Linked DNA regions of Macaca mulatta: region 2 is linked to region 1. A link is a contact called in public Hi-C data. All regions are on one chromosome and are shown on one strand. The core of a region is the stretch at or near the end of the contact, and the rest is flanking DNA. Distances in the headings are between cores, read along the strand shown. Region 1 holds the start of PPP1R8 (protein phosphatase 1 regulatory subunit 8). Region 2 holds the start of IFI6 (interferon alpha inducible protein 6).

The links. A called contact is a pair of places that touch in the nucleus more often than the background predicts.
Region 2: a Hi-C map of liver shows a contact between it and region 1, with 4 times the contacts expected there. The contact joins the promoter of IFI6 here to the promoter of PPP1R8 in region 1. A contact is called at or near these places in 2 of 14 Hi-C or Micro-C datasets (fetal cortex germinal zone and liver).

What each region holds. Positions count from the first base shown.
Region 1 is chr1:213,109,842-213,117,707 of T2T-MMU8v2.0, reverse strand. It overlaps PPP1R8 (protein phosphatase 1 regulatory subunit 8), which reads left to right and starts at 4,695. Exons shown (of 7, transcript NM_001266462.1): 1 at 4,695-4,756; 2 at 6,614-6,674. The coding sequence starts at 4,701.
Region 2 is chr1:213,268,638-213,276,503 of T2T-MMU8v2.0, reverse strand. It overlaps IFI6 (interferon alpha inducible protein 6), which reads right to left and starts at 2,688. Exons shown (of 5, transcript NM_001048170.1): 1 at 2,619-2,688. It also overlaps the pseudogene LOC114674814.

The DNA.
Region 1 (7,866 bases), core at 3,446-5,945:
AGCAAGACTCCATCTCAGGGGGGAAAAAAAAGAAAGAAAAAAGAAAAAGTAACTTAACCTTTAGGCCCCAAGTTTTCTCGGTAGCTCTTTTCCAGCTACAAAAGTATCTGATTATAAGGACCCAAGGCAGTTTAGTGTGAACATACAAATTGTATTTTTGCCTCTGTCTTCCTTTCATTTTCTCACCCCTTTTCTACTTCTTTTATGGAATATCCCAGGAGTACTGAGTAGATCTAGCATTCTCTCTTCCAATGAATTATTAATAAAACTATGGGCTGGGCGCAGTGGCTCACGGCTGTAATCCCAGCACTTTGGGAGGTTCGGTGGGTAGATCACTTGAGGCCAGGAGTTCAAGACCAGCCTGGACAACATGGTGAAACTCTGCCTCTACTAAAATTACAAAAATTAGCCAGGCATGGTGGCGCACGCCTGTAATCTCAGCTACTTGGGAGGCTGAGGCATGAGCTTTGCTTGAACCTGGGAGGTGGAGGTTGCATTGAGCCACGATCGCACCACTGCACTCCAGCCTGGGCAATAGCAAGACTCTGTCTCAAACAAAAAAAAGAAAAAAAAACTATGGTACTGTATAAGGTATAAGGTAAAGTAGAAATGTGACTGTGGCTACTTAATCTGGGAATGTTCCAGAATAACAGCTTGCTAAATGCTAGATAGATACTCCCAGGGGAGCATGTGTGTGCGCGTGCACGCTCGTGTGTGTGTGTGCGCGTGCGTGCGCGTGTTCGTTTTGCTAAGGGATAAGGATGGGAGTGTTCACCCACTGCAGTGCAAAATATCAAAATGAAATTACCGTTCAGTCTATGCAAAGTAAAACATTCTGAGCCACCTCTATTCAATATTTTTTTTCTATTCAGAAACTGTCCTCAGTCATGGGAATGCAGCTTTTGCTTTTGGTCACTAATTGCAGACCAGAGCCCAACTCAGATCTCAGTCCATCCTGTTCCCTAAGGCTGGGAATCACCTGCTGCTTCCCTACTTTACAAAGCATAGTTAGGGCCGGGCACAGTGACTCATGCCTGTAATCCCAGCACTTGGGGAGACTGAGGCGGGTGGATCACCTGAGGTCAGGAGTTCGAGACCAGCCTGGCCAATGTGGTGAAACCCTGTCTCTACTAACAATACAAAAATTAGGCCGCGTTTGGTGGTTCATGCCTATAATCCCAGCATAATCCCAGCACTTTGGGAGGCCGAGGTGGATGGATCACCTGAGGTCAGGAGTTCAAGACCAACCTGGCCAACATGTTGAAACCCCGTCTCTACTAAAAATACAAAAATTAGCTGGGCATGGTAGCAGGCACCTGTAATCCCAGCTTCTCGGGAGGCTGAGGCAGGAGAATCGCTTAAACCCGAGAGGTGGAGGTTGCAGTGAGCCAAGTTTGTGCCATTGCACTCCAGCCTGGGCAACAAGAGCGAAACTCCATCTCAAAAAGAAAAAAACAATAAAATAATAAATAAGAATACAAAAATTAGGTGTGGTGGTGTGTCCCTGTAATCCCAGCTACTCAGGAGGCTGAGGCAGGAGAATCGCCTGAACCTGGGAGGCGGAGGTTGCATTGAGCTGAGATCACACCATCGCACTCCAGCCTGGGAGATGAAAGCAAGACTCCATCTCAAAAAAAAAAAAAAAGTTTTTAAAAAGTTTTCTGGGCTGGGCGCGGTGGCTCAAGCCTGTAATCCCAGCACTTTGGGAGGCCGAGACGGGCGGATCACGAGGTCAGGAGATCGAGACCATCCTGGCTAACCCGGTGAAACCCCGTCTCTACCAAAAAATACAAAAAACTAGCCGGGCGAGGTGGCGGGCGCCTGTAGTCCCGGCTACTCGGGAGGCTGAGGCAGGAGAATGGCGTGAACCCGGGAGGCGGAGCTTGCAGTGAGCTGAGATCCGGCCACTGCACTCCAGCCTGGGAGACAGAGCAAGACTCTGTCTCAAAAAAAAAAAAAAGTTTTCTGGCAGGGCATGGTACCTCACACCTGTAATCCCAGCACTTTGGGAAGCTGAGGCAGGTGGATCACCTGAAGTTGGGAGTTCGAGACCAGCCTCATCAACATGGTGCAACCCCAGGTGTGTGGTGGCACATGCCTATAATCCCAGCTACTTGGGAAGGTGAGACAGGAGAATTACTTAGACCTGGGAGGTGGAGGTTGCAGTGAGCTGAAATCCTGCCACTGCACTCCAGCCTAGGTGACAGAGTAAGATTCCATCTCAAAACATAATAATCAAAAAATTTTAAAAAGTTTTCTGACCTCAATATGCTCCTAATGTCTTTAGATCTTATTCTAAGGAAATCTATCAAAGGCCAAGATACTAATCTCTTTATTGAGATACCAAAATCCAAAGGCAGCTAGTGCGTCAGTCTATTTTAAAAGGTTAAGGACCTAGATTGCTGTCCTCTAGTTTGCTGGTCTATACTGACATCATTGGTGCCCAAACAAAGAGCATTTTGCTTTATGAGGGCCTAGGTAATCATAAGGTGCCATGTGTGAATTATCTACTGTGCTAGAAACAGAACATGGCCAAGGAGTAAAGAATTAGAAGGGTAAGATGTAGCTTTTAGGTTTCCTGGGTCTATAGTCAGCAATAGAAGGATCACACAAGCTGAGAAGTTGAAAGACAAAGTTGCCATAAGATGCTATCAGGTCACTGCTAACTAGGAATGGCTTCAATACCATGTTATGCCTAAAAGGAGCATAGAACCTCAAAAGGCTCACACGATTTCTGTAGATGAAAGTATCTTGTTCTTTTCTGTTAGACTCAAAAGCTTTTGGGACTAATTCCTTCTCAAAAATCATGCCCTGTATTCAAAAGAGGGGGACATAGGATTATTTCTGTTTTCTTGAAATCAAGTTTAGAATTTGAATTTTTCCAGTCAGCCTAGTCTTACTTTGGAATCACAAGGCTGAAAAGGAGGATATTAACAGGCCATTTGATAAGTGATCTGATTAGTCACCATCCTTGCTGGATAAGTTTATCGTGCTTTAAAGGCCAGAGGAAAAGGGGTTTCTCCAATCTACCTAAGAGTTGATCATCTTCAAATCCAAGTTAATGTTATATTGCTGTTACTTTTTGGATCATCTTGCTCCTTCTAAGTTATATTGCAGTTACATTTTGAGGGCTGGAGACTTCATCAAGGGCAAAAAATCTTTTGAATAGGCTGATTTTCTACAGAACCAGTGGCATGGAAGCAAGAAAAGAACTACTTTCATCATAGATTCCTTAACTTGCTGAGCAGTGCCTCTTTCTGGATGACAGGAACTTAGCAATTGATTTATTTAAAAAAGGAAAAACCAGTCAGATAATCCTCCCAAGGCATCTACAAAAGTGAAGAAGAGGGGCATCAGTTGCATGCTAATAATAAACATAATTATACCAACATCAAAGTGTGAGAGAGAATAGTGATTCATGAGCATGGCCTTTGGCAACATACAGGTTTAGGTTTTTTTATCCCACTCACCACTTGTTCTAGGGTGAGGCTGGGCAACTCAATCTCTCTGAGCCTCTCCTCTGGAATTATAATAATACCTAACTCAAGAGCCTTGTCAGGATTAAATGAGATGATCCATATAAAATACATACTTGCCAAGGTAAGTGCTCAACAGACAATGCCATTACAACCAGAGGCCCTGCTAATGGTCTCTTTCAGTCATCTGGTGATCTAGGGCAAGCCAGCAATCCTAATGCTTCCTTGCACTATAACCAAAAGCAAAAAATCCTTTTTTAAAAAATTAACCATTTGAGCCAAGCACAGTGATGATTTGGACCCCTGCTTTCTGACTGGACCTGCTCCTGGCTCCAGCTTGTCCAGAGTTTTCATAAACAGACCAGGTGACCCCTAATGCAGATTCCCTGATAATCTACAGGCCTAGACGTGGATTAGGAAAAAAGTGAGTAAAGTGCCACTTTTTGGAGAAGGGCTGGATAAGTAGAAACAATAATCACTCCAATCTCCAAGTTTTGCCCTTTAGCTTCTCTGCTTTGAGGGCAAAAGGCTGACGGTCTTAACCTAAACGTTGGAGGAGGATGCAGTCCCCAGATTTTTTCCTTCTCTTTTTTTCTTTTTCTTTTTTTTTTTTTGAGACGGAGTCTCGCTCTGTTGCCCTGGCTGGAGTACAATGGCGCGATCTCGGCTCACTGCAACCTCCGCCTCCCGGGTGCAAGCGATTCTCCTGCTTCAGTCTCCCAAGTAGCTGGGATTACAGGCATGTGCCACTACCCCCGACTAATTTTTGTATTTTTAGTAGAGACGGGGTTTCACCATGTTGGCAAGGCTGGTCTCGAACCCCTGACCTCAAGTGATCCGCCCGCCTCAGCCTCCGAAAGTGCTGGGATTACAGGCGTGAGCCATCGCGCCCGGCTTAGTCCCAAGATTTTAGAGCCCAGAAGCGTTTGCAGGAGGACGCAGGGAGAGACTGACTCCCCTCCCTACAAAGTCGCTTTTCCTTTGATACCTCCTGGCCAAGGAAAACCATACACTGGAGACTTCCAGAGACGGCCAACTCGCACAAACGGTGGAAAAAAAAAATCCCAAAACCTACACTGTCCCCACTAGAAGCACCGCCCCCCGTACGCGCGTGCGTGCGTGAGCGTGCGTACGCACAGGCTGCTGGGATGCCGCTTTTCCCTTTTCGGTCTTCCAGTTTCCCGGCGTGCTTCGGGCCCGCCAAATGGGAGGGGGAGACGCAAGATGGCGGCAGCCGCGAACTCCGGCTCCAGCCTCCCGCTGTTCGACTGCCCAACCTGGTGAGTGGCGGGGCGGCCAGGGCTAGAGTGGCCTGGCCGGAGCTAGCCTGGGCTGGAAGGGCGGCTCTTTTTTTACTTTTCTGCTGCGAGCCGAACGGCTCAGAAACCCTGGAATGGTTGAGGAAAAACTGTTCGCTGCACCGGGCCGGGCGACGTGTTGAAGAACCGAGAGCCTGGAGCCCAGGCCCAGGAACTGAAGAAACACGGGATTGGGGGCTCAAAGGCGCTCACTTAGGCAGCCCCTTTGAGCGATTAGCCAGTCGCTGGAGCGCTTTGAGGCCTTTGCCCGAACTTACGCCCAACTCCTGACTGAGTGCCTGGTGCTCTCATGGAGCATCGTACCTGGCCCCTTCCTGTACGTCCCGAGCGCTCTCGAGCCAGCCCCTGCCCCAACCCTACGTCTGAGCCCCGCATCCCTCTTTGGTTGCTGCATCCCTCGTGCGGCACTTTTCTGTCTGCCACAGAGAACACGAGGGTAGGTTAGCGCCCTCCCTGCCCTCAGGGAGCTCCCAGTCTGTGGCACGAGTAGGCATTAGTAATGGCTGGCATGAACCCTTTTTATCCCTTCGAAAGTTCTTGGGAATAATGAAATAATTTGGCCTTTGAGTAGAGTACAAGTTGAATAAATATGAATTACCTTACAAGGAAACGCTTCTGAAATTAAGAGTTTTTTTCTGCTGTAGCTCATCGCAGTGTATTGTTTGTTACTTGTCTCTGTCTCCCGTTATATTGCCATCCTCAAGGGCAAAGACTGCATCTTTGTATTCCCAGCTCCAAGGCCTGAGTCAGGCACATACAGAAAGTATATTTTGGATGTAACATTCCTCCTTTTTCGTGGACAAAATGGCCTTTTGTCCGGTGCACTGTCCTTTCCATAGAGGAGGGGTTGGGGCAGGATTGTTTGAGATGACTGTGTTGCATCTTCAGTTAGCTAGACAAGGATACGTTTTTTTCGTGTGCAAATCTAGAGGTTCTAGTGAGGTGGTTCTTTTTTCTAACTTCAAATTAGCAAACCCAAAAAGCAAGCAAATGTGTGGCTATTTTCTGGATGGCTTTGCACTTTTGTAATGGTTGCTTCAGTCTACAAATTCTATATCCGTTTTGATCCCTCGCTGTATTGATTTCAAACTTGGACCAATACAGCAAACGTAGTTAGAAAGCACTGCTTTGAGATCACCTACCCTTTCCTTAGGGTCTGGTAGGTACCAGGCACTGTTAGGTGCTTTGACATATGTGAGTCTCCCTTGAATGATATGGCTGTAGGAGTATAGAGGAAACTTCCCTTAATCATGCTGTTGTAGAAAGACCTGTTCAAGGGTAACATATTCATTTGGTACCTGGTTTCATGGGGCATGATTTTGAATTGCCCTAGTTCCCTAATTATGCACCTCTGATTTGGTCTCAGAGCTCAGGACAGTACTCTGCTTACTCTGTGATGAGACTAATCTTGATCAGCCCCAAACAGCAACTAATTTATTCGATCTTTATATGATATTGGAGTAGGGGTAAATTTCAGATTCAAACTCCAGGTGACCAGACCACTCCAGCTATCGTACTTACACTCTCTATGCAGCTCTTTCTCTGAGGTGAAGATCCAGTGTTAAAATATAGGTTTCTTGGTGCTGCTCTAAATACAGATCCACTAAAATCTGTTTCAGAGCAGTTGAATCACTAGGGAAGTAAGTGTCAAACGTAGAATGGAGCTGTAATAACAGTGAAGTGGATGACATTTCTGCTTGAACATGAACTAATTATAGGCTGGCTGGTAGGAAAGCTGCAATGTTGAATGGGACAGTGATTGTAAATTGCATTTATAAACTCATCGTGAAAATGCTTTTTTCTATTTTTATTTTTCAGGGCAGGTAAGCCCCCTCCCGGTTTACATCTGGATGTAGTCAAAGGAGACAAACTAATTGAGGTATGGAAATACATGTCTTCCTTTTTTGCCCACCACACTAAAGATTTTTGCCAGTGACTCACTTTTCCACCCCCTCTCCTGTGCTTTGTTTTCCAGCAATGCTACTTTCTTTCATCCTGATTTTTTTTTCTGTTAAAAGCACATGGTGACATCACACACTTAAAGCTTGTATCTACCACAGACACTCACTTTTTTGTGACTTCTCTCAAATGAATGGTTTTAATAGGTCATGGGTCCTGTGGGCCCCAGTCAAACTGGAAGCCCTGTTAGCTTGGTTAATTCCCTCTCCCTGAGTACATGGAGTTGTGTAAACCGTGCAAGGTATGCAGTAACTGAAGAAAGTGAATGATATATGTTGAGTTTAACTTTTAAGTTAATTTTAAGAGATTCAGGCCCAACTCCTTATAAGAAATATGGTAAACTAAGACGACACTTACTCAAAAAGATAATGGAATTGTGGTGAAATTCATTAATTGATTCTTTGAAAACATGTATTGAGTGTTTACTATGTGCCAGTTACAGTGCTTGGCTTACAGATTGCAGCAGTAAGGGAAACCAACATGATTTCTCTCCTCAAGTCGTCCAGTGGAAGAGACAGAATCACACCAAAAAATTACATAGTTATATTTGAATTAAGTACTATAAAAGTTTAGCAGAATTCCAGCTTTTATACAAGCCTCTAGAGAGAACACCACATAGGAGTTCAAGAGAACATGAGTTTTTATTAGCTATTAGTTTACGTAAATTTTTTATAATCCTTATGGTATTATTTATTTACCAAGAGATGGATATTAAGCCCACCATGACCATGTAGCTGTGAGTCTCCCTGTATTAGACCAATTTTATATTTGCTTGCTCAGCTAGAATTTAGGTTCAAGGCCCCATTATTGAATGCAGTTTTTTCCTTGTGGTTTTTTGGTATTTAATAAAAATGTTGCAGTTCCATGGTTGCTAGATTGAAAAGCTATCTGAGATCTTTTGAAGGTTACTCTGTAAATATATTTTTGTCACTTTTGGGATTTTGTAGAGATGACCAGGTATTTTGCAAAGTATTAAGGCATGCATGAGTTTTAATGATTTCTCCTGTTATGAATACATCATGGACTCAGCCAGTCACAGAGAGCCGCTTTATCATGGGTTCTTCAATCTTAAAGATTTAAAACTTCAAGATTATTCAAAGAAATAATTTAGC
Region 2 (7,866 bases), core at 1,439-3,938, 160 kb before region 1:
TGTCAGGAGCCTCGGGAATCTGTTTCCTCTCCGCATCAGTGGCAGAGATGTCCCTGCCCCAACCGGTGGGTGTGCGGATTCGCACGGTGTTTACCGCAGATGTCAATATCATGACTGTGGTTGTTCTTGGCCTTGTACCCAAGTGACCTTGGGCAGGATACCAGGGTACTTTGCTTCTCTGGGCTTCAGTTTATTTATTTCTAAAATTAGGGTATTAATAGAGTCTATTTCAGAGGGTACTTGTGAATTTAGTAACTGTTCCACGCTGTATCCCCGGCACTTTGAACAGTGCCTGACGCATTGAATTTGCTTAAAAAAAATTTTTTTTAAGATAAACTCATTCTTACAATGCATTGAATATCTACAGGCACCAAACATTGGCCTCACATCGATTTAATTTTTTTCAGAAAGAAAGTACGGAAGGGTGTGTGGAAAAAGAAACTCAGTTTCCCTCACTGTACAAGAGGCTTCTGATAGCAGATGTGTGGAGGTTTCTCCCCACCAGCAAGCAAGGAATCAGTCCTCTGGTGAACACCAGCTGAGGGTCCCCAAATTCCATTCTGACACCACTATGGGTAGATAGTGGCCGATCGCACATGTTGAGGGTTCAGTCCCCCAGACTGCCCATTGAAAGCCCTAGGTTGTTTTACCTGTGCTTCTGACTGACTATAGATTGGGGTTCCCACAATTCCCTTCTGCAGCTGCATTAATTTGCTAGAGCAGCTCACAGAACTCAGGGAAACACTTTGCTTACATTTACTGGTTTCTTTCTATAAAAAAAAATTGATCTTGTGTTGTTTTGAGACAGGGTCTCACTCTGTTGCTCAGGCGGGTGTGCCGCGGCCCCATCTCAGCTCACTGCGACCTTCGCCTCCCAGGCTCAAGTGATCCTCCCACTTCAGCCTCCAGAGTAGCTGGGACTACAAGTATGCACCACCGCACCCAGCTTTTTTTTTTTTTTTTTTTTTTTTTGAGACAGAGTTTCACCATGTTGCCTGGTCTTGAACTCCTGAGCTCAAGCAATCTGCCTGCCTCAGCCTCCTAAAGTGTTGGGATTACAGGCGTCAGCCACCACACCCAGCCACATTTACTGATTCCTTATGGATATTACAAATGCTGCAGATGAAGAGATGCACAGGGCAAGGTATGGGAGAAAGGGCATGGAGTTTTCATTCCTCTCCAGAAGCACCACCCACTGGGAGCCTCTTTGTATTCCGCTATCTGGAAGCTCGTCAAACCCTGTCCTTTTGTGTTTTTGTGGAGGCTTCATTACATAGGCACGACTGATTAAATCATTGCCCATTGGTAATCAGCTTTACCTTCAGCCCCTCTCCCCTCCCCAGAGGAAATGCCAGCCATCACTCAACTTATTAGACAGTTAACACTCAAAAGATATTTATCACTTTGAAGATTCCAAGGATTTTAGGAGTTGTATGCCAGCACCTGGGGGATGAAAAAATATATTTTACAATATCACAAGGGATAAAGGTCACACAGCAAATTGTGCAACATGGGTATACATTCAAGACTGTCAAAATTGAGAACCTATGCTCTTTTCTTTATACCACCAAACTGGAAAATGCGTATGCCCTCAGACTCACCTCTAACGCGACCTTTGTCAGCTCAATGCCATTTCCTTAAATTAAAAAGAAAAACAAGAAACTCCTCTCAAGTATTGAGTACTTAGCACTTTATGGCATGCAGTCCACGTGTATCTATAATGATACCATGAAGTCGGTACCATTGTTATCAACCACATGTTATAGGTAAGGAACTGAAGCTCAGAGAGGTTAAGTAATATTCCCAAGGCTGCCTAGCCAGGTCATGGAAAAGTCAGGGTTTAAACCCACAATTGGCTAATACCCAAAGCCCACTTTTTTTTTTTTTTTTTTTTTGGAGACAGAGTCTCATTCTGTCACCCAGGCTGGAGTGCAGTGGCGTGATCTCAGATCACTGCAACCTCCGCCTCACAGGTTCAAGGGATTCTCCTGCCTCAACCTCCCGAGTAGCTGGGATTACAGCCATGTGCCAGCATGCCCGGCAAATTTTTGTATTTTTAGTAGCGACGGGGTTTCACCATGTTGGCCAGGCTGGTCTCGAACTCCTGATCTCGTGATCTGCCCACCTTGGCCTCCCCAAAGTGCTGGGATTACAGGTGTGAGCCACCGCGCCCGGCCCCGGCCCCAAAGCCCACATTTTTAACAACCATTCCAGATGGCTTCATCTATCCTCAAAGATGAACTCACTGTCACATTGGATCCTATAATAAAGGGGCTTCTAAAATCATCCAGTCCTTTGAGCAGGTAAGGCAACTTAACCTTCCTTTTACAGAGGAAGCAATTAAGGTTCCAAGAGGTGACAGGGCTAAGGCCACAGATCGCTGATATTGCACCTGTAACCTGGGTCTCATGCCTCTTGGGGTTTTGTATCCAGTCTCCCTAAAATCTCCAACCCATCCTCTTAGACAAGTCCCAGCCCAGGGCACTAAAAGGGACCCAGGGATGCTGCTCCCTGGAGAAGGGGCCTCCTGGCTCTCAGAACATGAGATTTACAGGCAGGTAGGCAGCCTGGCAGAGGGTGGCAGCTTGATGCCCACACTTCATAGCTCCTGAGTTTACCTTGGAGGACAGAAGAGAAGCAATCTTCAGCCCGGAGCCTGCTGATAGATGGGCACAGCGGCGAGTAAACGGTTCTCCGGCTGAAGGCTGGCTTTTTATCATCACTTGCGGATCCTCCCACGTCTCACCCCAGGCAGCCAATCCCTGCCGGAGTTTCTATTTCTGCACTCTGCAGTTTCCTTTTCCCCTCTCTCCCAGCCCCTGCGCTCTGCAGTTTCATTTTCCCCTCTCTCCCAGCCCCTGCACTCTGCAGTTTCATTTTCCCCTCTCTCCCAGCTCCGCCCAGCAGAAGCATTTGTGTGCTGCCTGCTGGCAGAAAAATACACTTCAAGCTGAGGACTTTTGGAGCCCCTAAGGGTATTCAAAGCATGTCACACTATGGTGACAGCTACGGCCATACTGGGCTTAGTGAAGCCTGATCACCAGCTCCCCCTGGGGCACACAGGCCTTTCACCCTTCAATCCAACTGATAAACAACACCTACCATTTATTGAGCACTTGCTGCATGCCAGGATCTGTGCAAAGTGCTCTATTTACATGATCTTTTTCCAATCCCACAGTAGTCATGTGACACACCATATGCTGTTTATAATCCCCCAGAACTTTAGAAATTAAGTCACTTTGTTCCATTGTCTCTCAGGCTGGCTGCTTCTGCGGCATGGGCATATGGTAAGACCAGTGAAGCCTGTGTTCGTGTGGCCATCATGATACATCTTGAGTTTCAAGATGGGTCCTCTGGCCCTAGGTAATGAACTGAGCATTCTTTAAAGCCTTTGGCTGGTGATGGTTGAAGCACTATAGGTCAGAAATGCAACCTCCATTTGGAAAACATAGAAATTCCGGTAAGGATGAATCATTGCCTTCTCCCAAGTGGAAGGGGTCTGAAATAATTGACCTGCCACCAGATGGCTGGCTATTCTCATTGAGCAATTTTGCCATATTGCTACCTGCTGCTGGAAGATTGGCTACATTTTGGCAATTGCCAGATCAGTTTTTGTGAGAGGGAGCCCAAGTTGTTGGACTCATTTCTAACCCCCATCCTTACCTTGCAATAGACACTCATAGGTCCATTGCAAGGCAATAGTGGGGCTAAGTTGAGAGGCTGGCTGACGTCCACGGGATGGGACATCCTGCTCATCGGGCTGTAAAGCCTCCTCTGCAGCAGGTGATCTCTGGTCGGCATTAACATGAGACACAGAGATCCACGTGCTTTATGTCCATTCAGAGTTCATTCTTATGCCCCAACCCACACCTGCTTATTCCCAATCTTCCAATCTTGTTCTATCCATGCCTTTGACTGACCAGCCAAGACACTGGCCACTTATTAGGAATTGGTGTATGCCTGTACCTCAGTCCCTCTCTCTCTCTCTCTCTCTCTCTGCATACAGAGGGAACAACACGGTATACTACTCCTAGTTCTGCCCCCTGGGAGGATTCACTATTATTCAGGGCCACCCCCAACTGGAGCTGTAATAGAGTGGTCCATTTCCAGCTGGTACCAAAATATTATACTGACTTATCTGTGAATTGGGTTCGACTCCTTTCCTCCATTATCTGTTGGTTGCTGGGAACACTCCATGAGGTCATATATGTGGGTCAAGGAGAAAACCCAGAGAGACAGAGTTGGGTGCCACAGGACTCTGAGCTCCCCGTTTATTTAATTTACTCATGCCTTTTAGACCCCTTTTGCTCAGCCTTAAATATACCATTTCCATCATATATTTTTTGTTTTGTTTTGTTCTTTGTTTTTTGTTGTTATTGTTTTTGTTTTTGAGACAGTCTTGCACTGTCCCCCAGGCTGGAGTGCAGTGGTGTGATCTCGTCTTACTGCAACCTCTGCCTTCCGGGTTCAAGCGATTCTCCTGCCTCAGCCTCCCGAGTAGCTGGGATTACAGGCACGCACCACCATGCCCAGCTAATTTTTTTTGTATTTTTAGTAGAGATGGGGTTTTGCCATGTTGTCCAGGCTGGTCTTGAACTCCTGACCTCAGGTGATCCGCCCACCTCTGCCTCCCAAAGTACTGGGATTACAGGTGTGAGCCGCTGTGCCCAGCCTCTTTGTTGTTTTGTTGGTTTGTTTGTTCATTTGTTAGAGACAGGGTATGATTGTATCACTCTGTTGCCCGGGCTGGAGTGCAGTGGTACAATCATAGCTTACTGCAGCCTTGACTTCCTAGGCTTAAGAAATCATCCCACTTCACCCTCCCAAGTATCTGGGACCACAGGCATGTGCCACCACACTCAGCTAATTTTTATATTTCTTTTAGAGATGGAGGTCTCACTACATTGCCCATGCTGGTCTCCAACTCCTGGTTCCAAGTGGTCCTTCTGCCTCGGGGTCTTAAAGTGCTGGAATTACAGGCATGAGCCAATGTGCCCGGCTTCCATCACATATGGAATTGCTGCTCTACCTTTCTGATAATACCCAACTTAAGATGTATAGCTACCTGGCATCCAGTGGTGAGATGCATAGTCACTACTGGGGCTCAGTGGCACATCAGGGCTTCTTTTCCCAAAGGGACCACAGTAACCATAGCCTTACTCCAGAATCCTAAGAATCCTAACTGCAATTCTCCTGTGTGGACTTCCAGAGACTCTCTACAGAATCCTATTTTTTTTCCTCCCTACAGAATCATTATCCGTCTTTACACAGATACATCCAGCAACGCTGCATCTTTGGATCATATAATCAGAGGTGGCAGCATAGCTTGTTTTGTGGCCTGAACCTGCCACACAGTTAAGAGGAAAGAAAAAACCAAAACGACCTAATGTGCCTTTTTTTTTTTTTTTTTCCTTTTTGAGATGGAGTCTCACTCTGTCACCCAGGCTGGAGTGCAGTGGTGCGATCTCGGCTCACTGCAAGCTCTGCCTCCCGGTTTCACGGCATTCTCCTGCCTCAGCCTCCTGAGTAGCTGGGACTGCAGGCGCCCACCACCATGTCCAGCTAATTTTTTGTGTTTTTAGTAGAGATGGGGTTTCACTGTGTCAACCAGGATGGTCTTGATCTCCTGACCTCATGATCCACCCACCTCGGCCTCCCAAAGTGTTGGGATTACAGGTGTGAGTCACCGCGCCTGGCCCGCTTTTTCTATTCTCTCACTCAACGCAACAATCACCACAGACCAGATGTGTGGGTGGGGTTTTTTCCCCACACCCCAAGCAGCAGACACCAGCTGGGTGTCCTCTGATTCAATTATTATTATTATTATTATTATTATTATTATTTGAGATGGAGTTTCACTCTTGTTGCCCAGGCTGGAGTGCAGTGGTACTATCTCGGCTCACCGCAACCTCCACCTCCCCGGTTCAAGCGATTCTCCTGACTCAGCCTCCTGAGTAGCTGGGATTACAGGCTTGCACCACCACACCTGGCTAATTTTGTATTTTTAGTAGAGACGGAGTTTCTCCATGTTTGTCAGGCTGGTCTCAAACTCCCAACTTCAAGTGATCCACCCAAAGTGCTGGGATTACAGGTGTGAGCCACCTCGCCCAGCCTCAATTCTTTTTTTTTTTAATTATTAAAATAAAAATATGGAATGCTTCATGAATTTGCACGTCATCCTTGCACAGGGGCTATGCTAATCTTCTCTGTATTGTTCCAATTTTAGTATATGACGAAGTGAGCACTTTTTTCTTTTCTTCAGACAGGGTCTCACTGTGTCACCAAGGTTGGCTCAATCACAGCTCACTGCAGTCTCGACCTCCTGGGTTCAAGCAATCCTCCTGCCTCAGCCTCCCGAGTAGCTGGGACTATAGGGGTGCACCGTCATGCCTGGATAATTTTTGTATTTTTTGTAAAGATGGGGTTTTGCCATGTTGGCCAGGCTAGTCTCAAATTCCTAGGCTCAAGGAATCTGCCTGCCTCAGCCTCCCAAAGTGCTGGTATTACAGGCATGGGCCACTGTGCCCAGCCTCCAATTCAATTCTGACATTGTCTACCTGCAGAGAGCATTGATCCTACAAGTTGAGGGACTCCTCAACACTGACCCTCAAAGACACAAATCAGGGCTTCTGGAACTTCCGACTGGTTGCAAGTTGGGATTCCCATAACCCCTTCTTTGGGTTCGATTAATTTGCTAGAGAAGCTCCTAAAGCACAGGGAAACACAGTTAGCAGTTTACCATACAGGAAATTACAAAGGCTACATGAAGAGATGTATTGGGTGAGGTATGAGGGAATGGGCACAGCGTCCTCTAGGAACATCCATGTGTTCAGCAATTGGGAAGCTCTCAGAACCCTGTCTTTTTTTTTTTTTTTTTTTATGGAGGCTTCATTACATAAGAATGATTGATTAAACCATTGGCCACTGGTGATCAACTTAACTTTCAGTCCTTCTCCCCTTCAGTGGGTGGAGCTGAAAGTTCCAGCCCTTTAACCCTGCCTTGGTCTTCCCAGTGACCAGCCCTATCCTCAAGCTACCTAGGGACTGCTAGCCATCAGTCAATCATTAGTATACAAAGCATGGTGGCATACACCTATAGCCCAAGCTGTTCAAGAGGCTGAGGTGGGAAGATTACTTGAGCCTAGAAATTCAAGTCCAGCCTGGGCAACACAGTGAGATTCCATCTCTAAAAAATAAACAAGGCCGGGCGCGGTGGCTCAAGCCTGTAATCCCAGCACTTTGGGAGGCCGAGACGGGCGGATCACGAGGTCAGGAGATCGAGACCATCCTGGCTAACACCGTGAAACCCCGTCTCTACTAAAAATACAAAAAACTAGCCGGGCGAGGTGGCGGGCGCCTGTAGTCCCAGCTACTCCGGAGGCTGAGGCAGGAGAATGGCGTGAACCCGGGAGGCGGAGCTTGCAGTGAGCTGAGATCCGGCCACTGCACTCCAGCCCGGGCTACAGAGCAAGACTCCGTCTCAAAAAAAAATAAAAAATAAAAAAAAAAATAAATAAACAAATACAAAATCATTAGTATACAAAAGGCATCACTTTGGAGACACCAAGGATTTTAGGAATTGTATGCCAGGAAATGAGGTGTGGGGGAATGGGCACAGCGTCCTCCAGGAACATCCATGTGTTCAGCTGTTGGGAAACTCTTGGAACCCTGTCTTTTTGGTTTTTTATGGAGGCTTCATTACTTATTTCAAATATCTATTTCACAATATCACGGTCCACCTCTGGTTTTCAAACACCACCCCCCCCTTTTTTTTTTTTTTTTTGAGATGTGGTTCTGTCGCCCAGGCTGGAGTGCAGTGGCATGATCTTGGCTCACTGCAGCTCCACCTCCCAGGTTCAAGTGATC